Regions from separate parts of the Mus musculus genome. Here all the other regions are linked to region 3. Evidence: chromatin contacts called from public HiChIP or PLAC-seq data. All regions are on one chromosome and are shown on one strand. The core of a region is the stretch at or near the end of the contact, and the rest is flanking DNA. Distances in the headings are between cores, read along the strand shown.

Region 1 (2,700 bases), core at 165-2,664, 120 kb before region 3:
TGGGCTACAGAGAGAGGGCAGGGTCCCTCGTGGAGGCAGGTCACAGTTAGAGGGCAGCCCCAGAAAGGTGGCATGCTTAACGAGGAGAGTGAGGCTCAGAGGAAGTAGCTGGAGGCTTTACTGTGGCCTTGGGGCTGTTTATATAAAAATGTAAGGAACCGGTTCGACGAGGAAGGGAGATGGGTGGGAAGGGCGGACTAAAGTACACATGCCATCAGCTGCAGTCTATCCGAAGCTTGGAGTCCAAAATCTTTTTACGAAGGTTAAACCTTTACCAGGTGTGAAGTGCGACAGCTGTGTGAGGGGGACAGGCTGCAGGATGGGTCTGGAGTGAGGCCCTTTATAGGAGAAAGGCATCTTTTATAGGCACCTTCTATAGGTATTTTGTTTAACTGCCACCACATTCCCTTAGCCATCAATCATAAGCTGCCTTGTGACACTCTCTTCTTTGTTGTCACTCTCCCGAATGTCTCCCTACTGTGTGCCCCAAACTCTACTGATGGGTCCTGTGGTGGAGCCACATGAGGCCTTATCCTCAGAGCAGTTCAACTGAACCCGTCCAGAACCCCCAGCAAGTGCTTCTGCTGCAGAGCGAATCAAATGCGCGCACCACCACCCAGTTGCTACTAAGCCTTCAAGTCTGGGTAGAGACCACAGGTAGGTCTCAAGAGTCACTGAAGGGGTTTGAACAAGGAGAAGTTTCAAACAGAGGAGCCTTCCAGTAGTGGGGGGAAAATAGACACCTCCTGTGCAATGCTGTGGTGAAGAGGTTTGGGAGTGCAGCTCTTCAGATAGCTTCAGCAACCCACCCCCACTCCCAGCCAGTCTCTCAGCGCCATGAGCACCCCCTAAGTTTGCTTCAAAGGAGACCTCTTCCCTTTATGCCTCCCCATAGCCAGTGAGCAATGGTCAGATGCCAGGGCGATCCTATTACATAGGGGCCCAGAGACAAAAGGCAGTCTCTACTTTCAAGTTAGCTTGTGGAGAAGAAAAACATCTGATTATAATACAGTTGTTAAATCCTCTCAAGTTTCCCCCCTCCCTATTCTCCTTCCAGCCTTTTGGCTTTCTGTTTCTTTCTTTTTCTTCCAAAAAAGGAGCTGAGGCATGCTGAGGGAAGTGAGCCAGGCCTGCTGAGAGGGAAGCCGGGGCAAGGGGAGGTGGTACCTGAGATGACTTTCAGAGGTGTGGTCATCAGCCAGGTAGGTGGGAGGGAGAGCACTGTAGGGCAGAGGGGCCTGGCAGCTCTCCCGGGAGCTGGACGAGAGCCTGTAACCCTGGGAGCCAGGAAAGAGCCCATGTGCCTGGAGCAATGTAGGAGGGGGCATGGAAAGTGACTCCCAAGTCGAAGAGGCGAGAATGCTGATTATGTATATGACAAAGCAGAAATGCTAAGTATGTAGGCTGGACCGATGTGTGTAGAGTGAGTGTGTCAGAGGTCACTGCTAAAGCATCCCTTCACAGAGCACGAAGCGAGTTACACGTTGCTTCGTGCTGGCCACCAGGTGGCGGCCTCATACAGCCAATGCTGTGGAAAACCAGAGCCATCTAAACTGGAGGGAATGGTGCTCCCACCCACTAAAGGGCAGAACTCCATCAGCTCCAATGCCAGAGAGGATATACAAGCTCACTACACAAACACTTCTCTCCTACTGAAAACCCAGCAGAATCCCTGGGCAGTCAGTGGGTCTGGGGTGAGGAGTCTGAGCAGCAGCAGCAGCAACAGCAGGGCTAGGCCTGTAGGAAATCCCCCAAAGCAGGAAACAATAGAGGCTCACAGGGAGTTCCAATGAGAGGTCACCTCCAGGAGAGGCAAGCAGGTAGAGGCTGGGTCTGACTCCACCCCTTTTGGCTCAGGGCACAACATTCAGGTGGGTGAAGCCAACTTTTCAAGCCCACCTCTATTCCTCACCACCGTCGAGAGGCTGCCTCCTATGCAATAACTTGGACCCAGGGTGGCCCCTTCTCCCCCTCCCCCCCCCTGTGATGAAGGATGCCTTCCTTCTTCATGTAGAGGAGGAGGAGAAAAAGGAAGGACTTAATACCCTACCTGGGCTCCCCAGTCCCAGCACCCCCCCCCCCCCGCCTCCCCAGCATTGTCCTCTCATGGTCTGGATCTCTTAAGAGAACATTCTAGTTATTTTGGTATCTGTCACTTGGCAACGGTCTGGAGAGGGAGAGGACAGTAACTGAACTCCAGGCCTGGGACAGGCATCCGTGACTTAGCCTTTCTAGAAAGGCCAATCAGCATGCAGGCCTTTCACACACACAACCAGATCTATGTGCACCTTGGAGGGCTTCTAGCACGTCACAGAGGGGGAACAACCAAAAAGATCATGTGTGTGTGACTCGGATGTGCTCAGAGCTTAGTCTGGAGGCAGCGGGGCTGTGAATCCCACCTGTGGGGAGAGGTGGGCAGTCAGGAGAGAGGCAGGGCTTAGAGCTTCCTGGTCCTGTTCCAGCACCACTCTCTACAGTACCACAGGCCGGGGTCGCCAGAAGGCCGGCAGGGCCAACCACTCTGCAAATAAAAAAGGGTAGTAAAACCCTAGGGTGGGAATTTATGCTTTCTGGTTACTTGCAAGAACCCTCTCACCATCGCAAGTGACTCCAGAGACTGCCCACAGGTCCCAGGGAGAGCCCACATAAATCACCTAAGAGGTTGTACTTGTACTCGAATAAAGTTTTAATTAACGCTCC
Region 2 (3,001 bases), core at 179-2,678, 130 kb after region 3:
GGGCAAATAAATGCACTTTGACCCAGGAAGGAAACAAGGGTCTTTATTAGGTCTTGAGGCCAGAGCCCTCATGAATGAGGTTAGTATCCTTACCCAAAAGGCCTCCGGAGTGGCTCCCACCCTACTCCACCCCCATACACACCCTGCCTCTCCTCTCACCAAATCAGAGCTCAGTAAGAACATGGCTACCTAGGAACCAGGGACCAACCCAAAGCACCTTGAGATGGGAATAGATGGACTGGTCTCCAGAATCAGGTGAACGGGGCCATTCTCAGCCTAGGCAAAAGGAAGATGGCAGGCTCAGGGCCATCGTGAATAGGCTTTTGGAATCCTGTCTCTAGCCTGCCTTGCTGCCTCCACCCCCAGTTTTCTCTGGGCCGCGTCTGAGGACCAGTAAGAGTAAAGTACCTCTTACTTTCAGATCTCTGTGGCTCTTCCTGGACCCCTGTCTCAAAATACTCCTCTCTTCCTCGGACTCAGTGCCAGACTGCTGGCATCCGACTTGTGTCCTGTGCAGGCTGCCATGTCTGGCTTTCCTGGGTTTATAATTGCCTCTGGTTAAAGTTTAAATAGATGGGTTTCAGCCCAAGAGAAGAATGTAAACAAGCCGTTTGTGCCGGGTCGGGCAGCTGACTCTCAGTGCTCGGGAGTTCTGCACTTGGGAAATTCACTTTGCTTTTCCCTAGCCCAGGGACTGAGCCTCTGCCACCACCACAAGGTTTTTCAGAGCCCTGAGTGCCTCTCCGAAGCCATTGAAGCCATCGAGGAGGCTTTTAGAGGACCCGCACTTTCCCTTTTAACTCAATTAAGCCATCAGGATCCTGTTCCCACTCCAGCGAGTGCGTCTGGTAGGAGGAGGTGAGAACAGGGTAGCAGTCTTCTCTGGGCTGACCGCCCAACAGGAAGGAGAGGAAGGGACTGTCATTTCCCAGCTGGAATTTTTTTTTTCCTCTGAGAGGAGGAGGGATTGAATTTGTTGCCCTAGGGTTTTTGTTTTGTTTTGTTTTGTTTTGTTTTTTGTTGTTGTTGTTTGTTTTTTGGTTTTTTGGTGAATGACCTCCAGTTAGGAGAATGGAGCCATTCCTGGCTGAGGAAGAGGGAAGGTGGTTGGACTTGGCTGTCTTTCCTCAGAAGTAAGCAGACTTATGTGTCTTTGTCAGGGTTTTGTCTGACTTCCTACATCTTTCTGTTTTGTGAGCTTTGTGTTCAGGAGTCAGGATGGATTCAGCAATACTTGGGGGGGGGGTGCTTTAATCAAGGATTTAATGGGATCCTTGACTTCTCTACTCAAAAGCCTCCCAGTAAGTCCCCATTTCTACTTCGGACGCTTCTGCGGAAGCTTCTGTGATCTGGCTCCGCCCCTCGCACCTCCCCCTTCACCTTCAACTCTCCCAGCCCTAAGCTGAACTCGGCTGAACTGGTTTGAACCCTTCCAACCCTGCAGTATAACACTCCCTTCTCTGCAGCGTCCCAGCACCTGGGCTTGCTCCCGACACAGCTCAGAGCTGCCTCCCCGTGTCCCCTGGGTTCCCTGCAAGCTAAGTGGACCCTTCCTCCGGTCCTCTTGAAGCCCTTTTCCCCAAACCCTGTTTCATGGTGTCCTTCAGCCAGCAAATATGTGTCGACTTCTCAACCTTGGTAAGTCGTCCTCTGAATGAAGGATCATTTCCCATCCCTCCCACACTGTCCAGTGTCAGATGTGACCCACAGTGTCCAAATAATATCCAATCTTTTAGGGGACTGGAGATCCAACTCAGGACCTTACACATGCTAAGTATCACACCACTGAGCTACACTCCTTGACCAACATTCAGTCTTTGTTTTCCAGTCCTGCTAAAAAGCTGTCTGTCTCTTAAAAGCTCTTGGAGTTGGGCTTTGGTGACACATGCTTGTAACAAACAAACAAAAAATCCAGACAAATAAGCAAACAGGAAATAGCTCTTGGGAGTATCAAACAGACAGGTTCAAATCTTAGTTCTGCGTCGTTTTGGAGCAGGACTCCTTCCTAATTCTGATTCTTGCAACCTCTACTTTCTCCATGTGGAAAAGGAAAGACAATAAAACCATTTATGGTATCCGTGCAAATTAAACTGGGATCTTTCCAGTAAAGAACTGAGCCCTTTACGCAGTGAGGAGCTGGCATCCCAGGCTTGAAGTCCTGTTGCCCCAGAGTCCACTGTAAAAGGCCGGTTACAGCTCTAATGTACTGCCAACAGGAAGGCCTGGCCAAAGTGAGCAGTCCCCCAGACCCGTGGGTTGGCAAACTCTGTAAGCAGTCTGCTAGCCTGGACATCTAGGTCTGTGTGGAGGGTGGTGGCCATCTGGTCCAGAATTATGCTATGAAGATAGTACATCTCCACAGCCATGGTGGCTTGTTACAAGAAGTAGGTGGACAAGGCTTGGAAGTAGGACATGAAAGACATCTCTATCTACCATGACAGGTTCACACACTCCAAGTTTTCAGGCTCTGGGACATGTGCTCACCTCCAGAAACCCTTCCCACAAATCCACCATGAGGACCAGGGTTTACCTTTGTAAAGAGAGTTAATGAGATTTTAATGTGATAAAAAGCAAGAAGAGGAGGAGGAGGACACCGTTCCCTCTCACCCTTACCTTCTCTTTATACTCAGAGAACTTAAATATTGAACATTATTCTCTGAGATGTGGATCTCACCCATCGATTTAAGGGCTATCAGATGCATTTCCATTTGCTGAGGCGACCTTCCTCTGTACAGCTACTGCTGCTTCTGACTGGATCTTGCAAGGTTTCAAGAGACTCCTCTTTTTATTTTTTATTATTTCTCTATCTATCTATTTGTTTGTTTGTTTGTCTGAGGCAGGGTCTCACCTGTGTAGCCTTGGCTGGCCTGAGCTTGATATTCAGTCCAGGTTGACTTTGAACTCATAGTGAACTCACAGCCTGCCTCTGTTTCCCCAGTGCTGGGGTCAAAGGTGTGTACCATCATGCCTGACTACTCTTATGGGTAGCACTGGACTTACT
Region 3 (2,806 bases), core at 297-2,796:
GACAGCAATAACCCATTACCTTACAGAATGCAATGCCTGTGCATGCCTGATTGCAAAGCTGAGCCATGTTCCTTACGTCACACTTGTGAAACAATCATGTGACTTTCATAAACAAACAAAAATGACTTTATGTGTATGTTCAAATCATCAAGTAAACAGACAAAAACCAACTCGGTGTGTGTGTGTATTGATGCACAGAAAACCTGGAGAGGAAAAAACTCCACTCCAATTGTTTTCTCTTTCCTCATTCTTTTTCCATTTCTAAGTATTTGTTTTAGATGTAGTCCCTTTAACTATATTTAGAAAATGAAGCATGATTAAAAGTGAACTTACTGATTTATCAGAAAGTAAAATGTGAGAGCTGGGCAGTGGTGGGAAGGTCTCTGAGTTCCAGAACAGCCAGGCTGTCTTGAAACAATTAGAAGAACAAGAACAGGAAAAAAAAAAAAAAAAAAAAAAAACCTAATTAAAAAAAACAAACAAACTGGGGGTAGTGGGTGGGGATGTGAACTACTGTGCAGAAATCTACCACTAGATGGCACTATATGGGGCAATTTTAGAAAATACTGCATTATGAGATTCAAACTGTCAAATGACAAAAACGGCTTTCAGGAGGCAGGATATGATCAAAACAGTCCTGTTTTGTTTTGTTTTGTTTTTAGCTATTGTGCCATTTCAAACGCAGGTAAGGCTACTGAGAGAAAGCAATAATCAAGTTAAATATTTGCTAACTACTTTGATATACCAACTACTTTTCTGATATTTTTAAAACGAAAATAATTCTATCTCTAGTTCCCAAAAGAACAATGAAGTACAGAAATGTATTTCACTGCACTGTGGGTGTGGGTGTGGGGGTGTGTGGGGGTGTGTTTGTGCTGCAATCCATCGGCTTGGTTAAAGGGAACTACATTTCCCAGAATCCCCTTCCACATATGACTCCAGGCCAAGGTCAGTTAAGTATGTTTAGCCACTGAGTCATTTCTACCACTTCTTTCTAACTTGTCAAATTATTATTTAGTAGTTTTACTCATAAACCAGGCAAAGGTGACAGTCAACCATCAACACGGCTCCTGAAGTGGACCAGGGGATACCAGACCTAGAGAGGTTCAACTAGCTGGATCAGCAGGTGTTTATTACAAGAATGGGTGAGTTGAGTTACTGTCACTTCTCGATCAGTCTAAATCACCCCTCTAACTTCAAAGAAAATGGAAAGGAAAACTACTTGTCTGTTTCTGTGACACACAAGGTCAAGTTCTTGTTCTGCCCCTATTTTAAAGGGTTGCTTCTGGCTGTGCCATCCAGTCTGGGTGACCATTCCACACAGAGACCTCAACCCTTATGTCTAACAATGAACTTCCAACTAAGTCACTCACTCTCCCTGGGCTCTGAGAACAGCACAAAAGCCCCAAATGTGAACAAAGGACTCGTGTGCACTGGAGTTGCTGAGCCCTTTACAGCCACTGTTTGCTTTAGGCCTCTACCACCTAGGACAAGGTACCGCTTCCTGTTGGCACACGCCGGATGCAGATCCTTTCAAGGTCTAGGGCAGCAGAGAACCTTTTTCGAAGTTAAACAATGGTGCGTGTCAGCGCCAGGATCTGAAGCTGAGCAGGGCTCTACTGCAGCAAACACCAGATGACAGAGCGTCTCCACCTGACCCACGCGCTCAGACTATGTGAGAGGAAAGCCTGGACCTGCTTTTCTTCCTCACAGGTGTGTCGTGCGCGGCCGTGAAAGCCAGAGATCAGCCTCTAGTGTCCTTCCTCGATTACCAACCACCGTGGTTTTGGGGGTTTGTTTGTTTTTAAAATAAAGTCTTTTATTGGTGTGGAGCTTAATAAGTAAGTAGGCTGGCCAGCCAGTGAAGCTCAAGGACCTACTAGTCTTTACCTCTCTACAGCTGGAACTCTAAGTGTGGAACACCACCACCACCACCACCACCACCACCACCTCCACCACCAACACCTCCTCCTCCTCCTCCAACTTGTTACATGGGGTCTGGGTATTGAGCTCAGATCCTTGTGTCTGCTCAGAAAGGGCTCTACTCGCTAAATTGCCAAACTCAGCAATCTGGGTCTCTCTGTATGCACTGCCCACAAGCAAATAATAAGGCCTTATATAAGCATCTAATGCCTGCGTTTAGCATGTGACTAAATATATTGATTTTGAACATTAGCTGACCTATGACCTCTCAGAAACTGTGCCTTGTCCAACTGAAACTACAAAGCAGCCTGGGTTTCATAAGACAATGCAGACGCTGAAGACAAAAGCCAGTGCTAAAGCAGTGTCTGAAATCCATGCACCACAGAGCTGTGGTAGCTGCAAGACCCCAGCTACCCTGCACGATACACACCTGATAACTCAACAACTGCAGATACTCCATTCTGCCTGTCACACTGCCCCCCCCCCCCCAATTCCCAGTGACTGTGTGAACTTCAGTTCTGGCCCTCCTGACCCACTGTGGTTAAGGGAACCAAACCAGCCATGTTGTGAGAGATGCCAACTAGTTTGTAACTTTATAGGCCGAAGGCTGTGTAAAATGCAGTACCTCCCTGCCAGCCCTCTTGGGAAGGTTTCACACTTGGGTTCTGTCACCCTATCTAAATTAAAGACACCGGAAATGACAGCTAGGAAGACATTTTCTGCTCTCTTGTCTGTTATTGAGAAACACCTACTGAGTGCTGCGCAGTAAGTAGTAGACTAAGGATCTGTTTGAATGCACCAAAAGACTCACTGCCGTGCATCCTGAACACAAGTCCTACCCGTCTGTATATGTTTAAGCACAGCAATCTCATAGTGCTCAATT

What was found. HiChIP or PLAC-seq counts read pairs in DNA pulled down with a chosen protein or histone mark.
Region 1: a contact with region 3 is called in an H3K27ac HiChIP or PLAC-seq map of heart atrium, with 9 read pairs. The contact joins two enhancer-like sites. A contact is called at or near these places in 13 of 39 promoter capture datasets (3T3-L1-derived adipocytes, the C10 cell line, the HPC-7 cell line and 9 more), 3 of 15 datasets of contacts at CTCF or cohesin (CD8 T cells, embryonic stem cells and stem cell-derived epiblast-like cells), 48 of 484 Hi-C or Micro-C datasets (B cells, CD4 T cells, CD8 T cells and 23 more), 26 of 115 datasets of contacts at active chromatin or transcription factors (CD8 T cells, DN3 thymocytes, the HPC-7 cell line and 19 more) and 1 of 9 other capture datasets (adipose tissue).
Region 2: a contact with region 3 is called in an HNF4G HiChIP or PLAC-seq map of pancreatic cancer cells. The contact joins two enhancer-like sites. A contact is called at or near these places in 1 of 15 datasets of contacts at CTCF or cohesin (CD8 T cells), 20 of 484 Hi-C or Micro-C datasets (CD4 T cells, the HL-1 cell line, the N1E-115 cell line and 11 more), 11 of 115 datasets of contacts at active chromatin or transcription factors (CD8 T cells, bone marrow-derived macrophages, cardiomyocytes and 6 more) and 1 of 9 other capture datasets (adipose tissue).

The regions. Positions count from the first base shown.
Region 1 is chr6:31,074,432-31,077,131 of GRCm38.p6, forward strand. No RefSeq gene overlaps it. Among named protein-coding and RNA genes, the nearest start is that of Mir29b-1, 13 kb to the left of the region's middle. Within about 2 kb of position 1,415, at least 145 of the 459 cell types and tissues checked have an H3K27ac peak or open chromatin away from gene starts, as enhancers often do. A contact at or near this core is called in CD8 T cells, Th1 cells, Th17 cells and 8 more, where this site is marked.
Region 2 is chr6:31,317,278-31,320,278 of GRCm38.p6, forward strand. All of the region lies in intron 2 of 2210408F21Rik (RIKEN cDNA 2210408F21 gene), which reads left to right. Among named protein-coding and RNA genes, the nearest start is that of Gm38782, 75 kb to the left of the region's middle. Within about 2 kb of position 1,429, at least 144 of the 459 cell types and tissues checked have an H3K27ac peak or open chromatin away from gene starts, as enhancers often do. A contact at or near this core is called in CD8 T cells, Th1 cells, adipose tissue and 5 more, where this site is marked.
Region 3 is chr6:31,190,240-31,193,045 of GRCm38.p6, forward strand. The region is part of intron 1 of Lncpint (long non-protein coding RNA, Trp53 induced transcript); the gene reads right to left. Among named protein-coding and RNA genes, the nearest start is that of Lncpint, 27 kb to the right of the region's middle. Within about 2 kb of position 1,547, at least 71 of the 459 cell types and tissues checked have an H3K27ac peak or open chromatin away from gene starts, as enhancers often do. A contact at or near this core is called in CD8 T cells, Th1 cells, Th17 cells and 10 more, where this site is marked.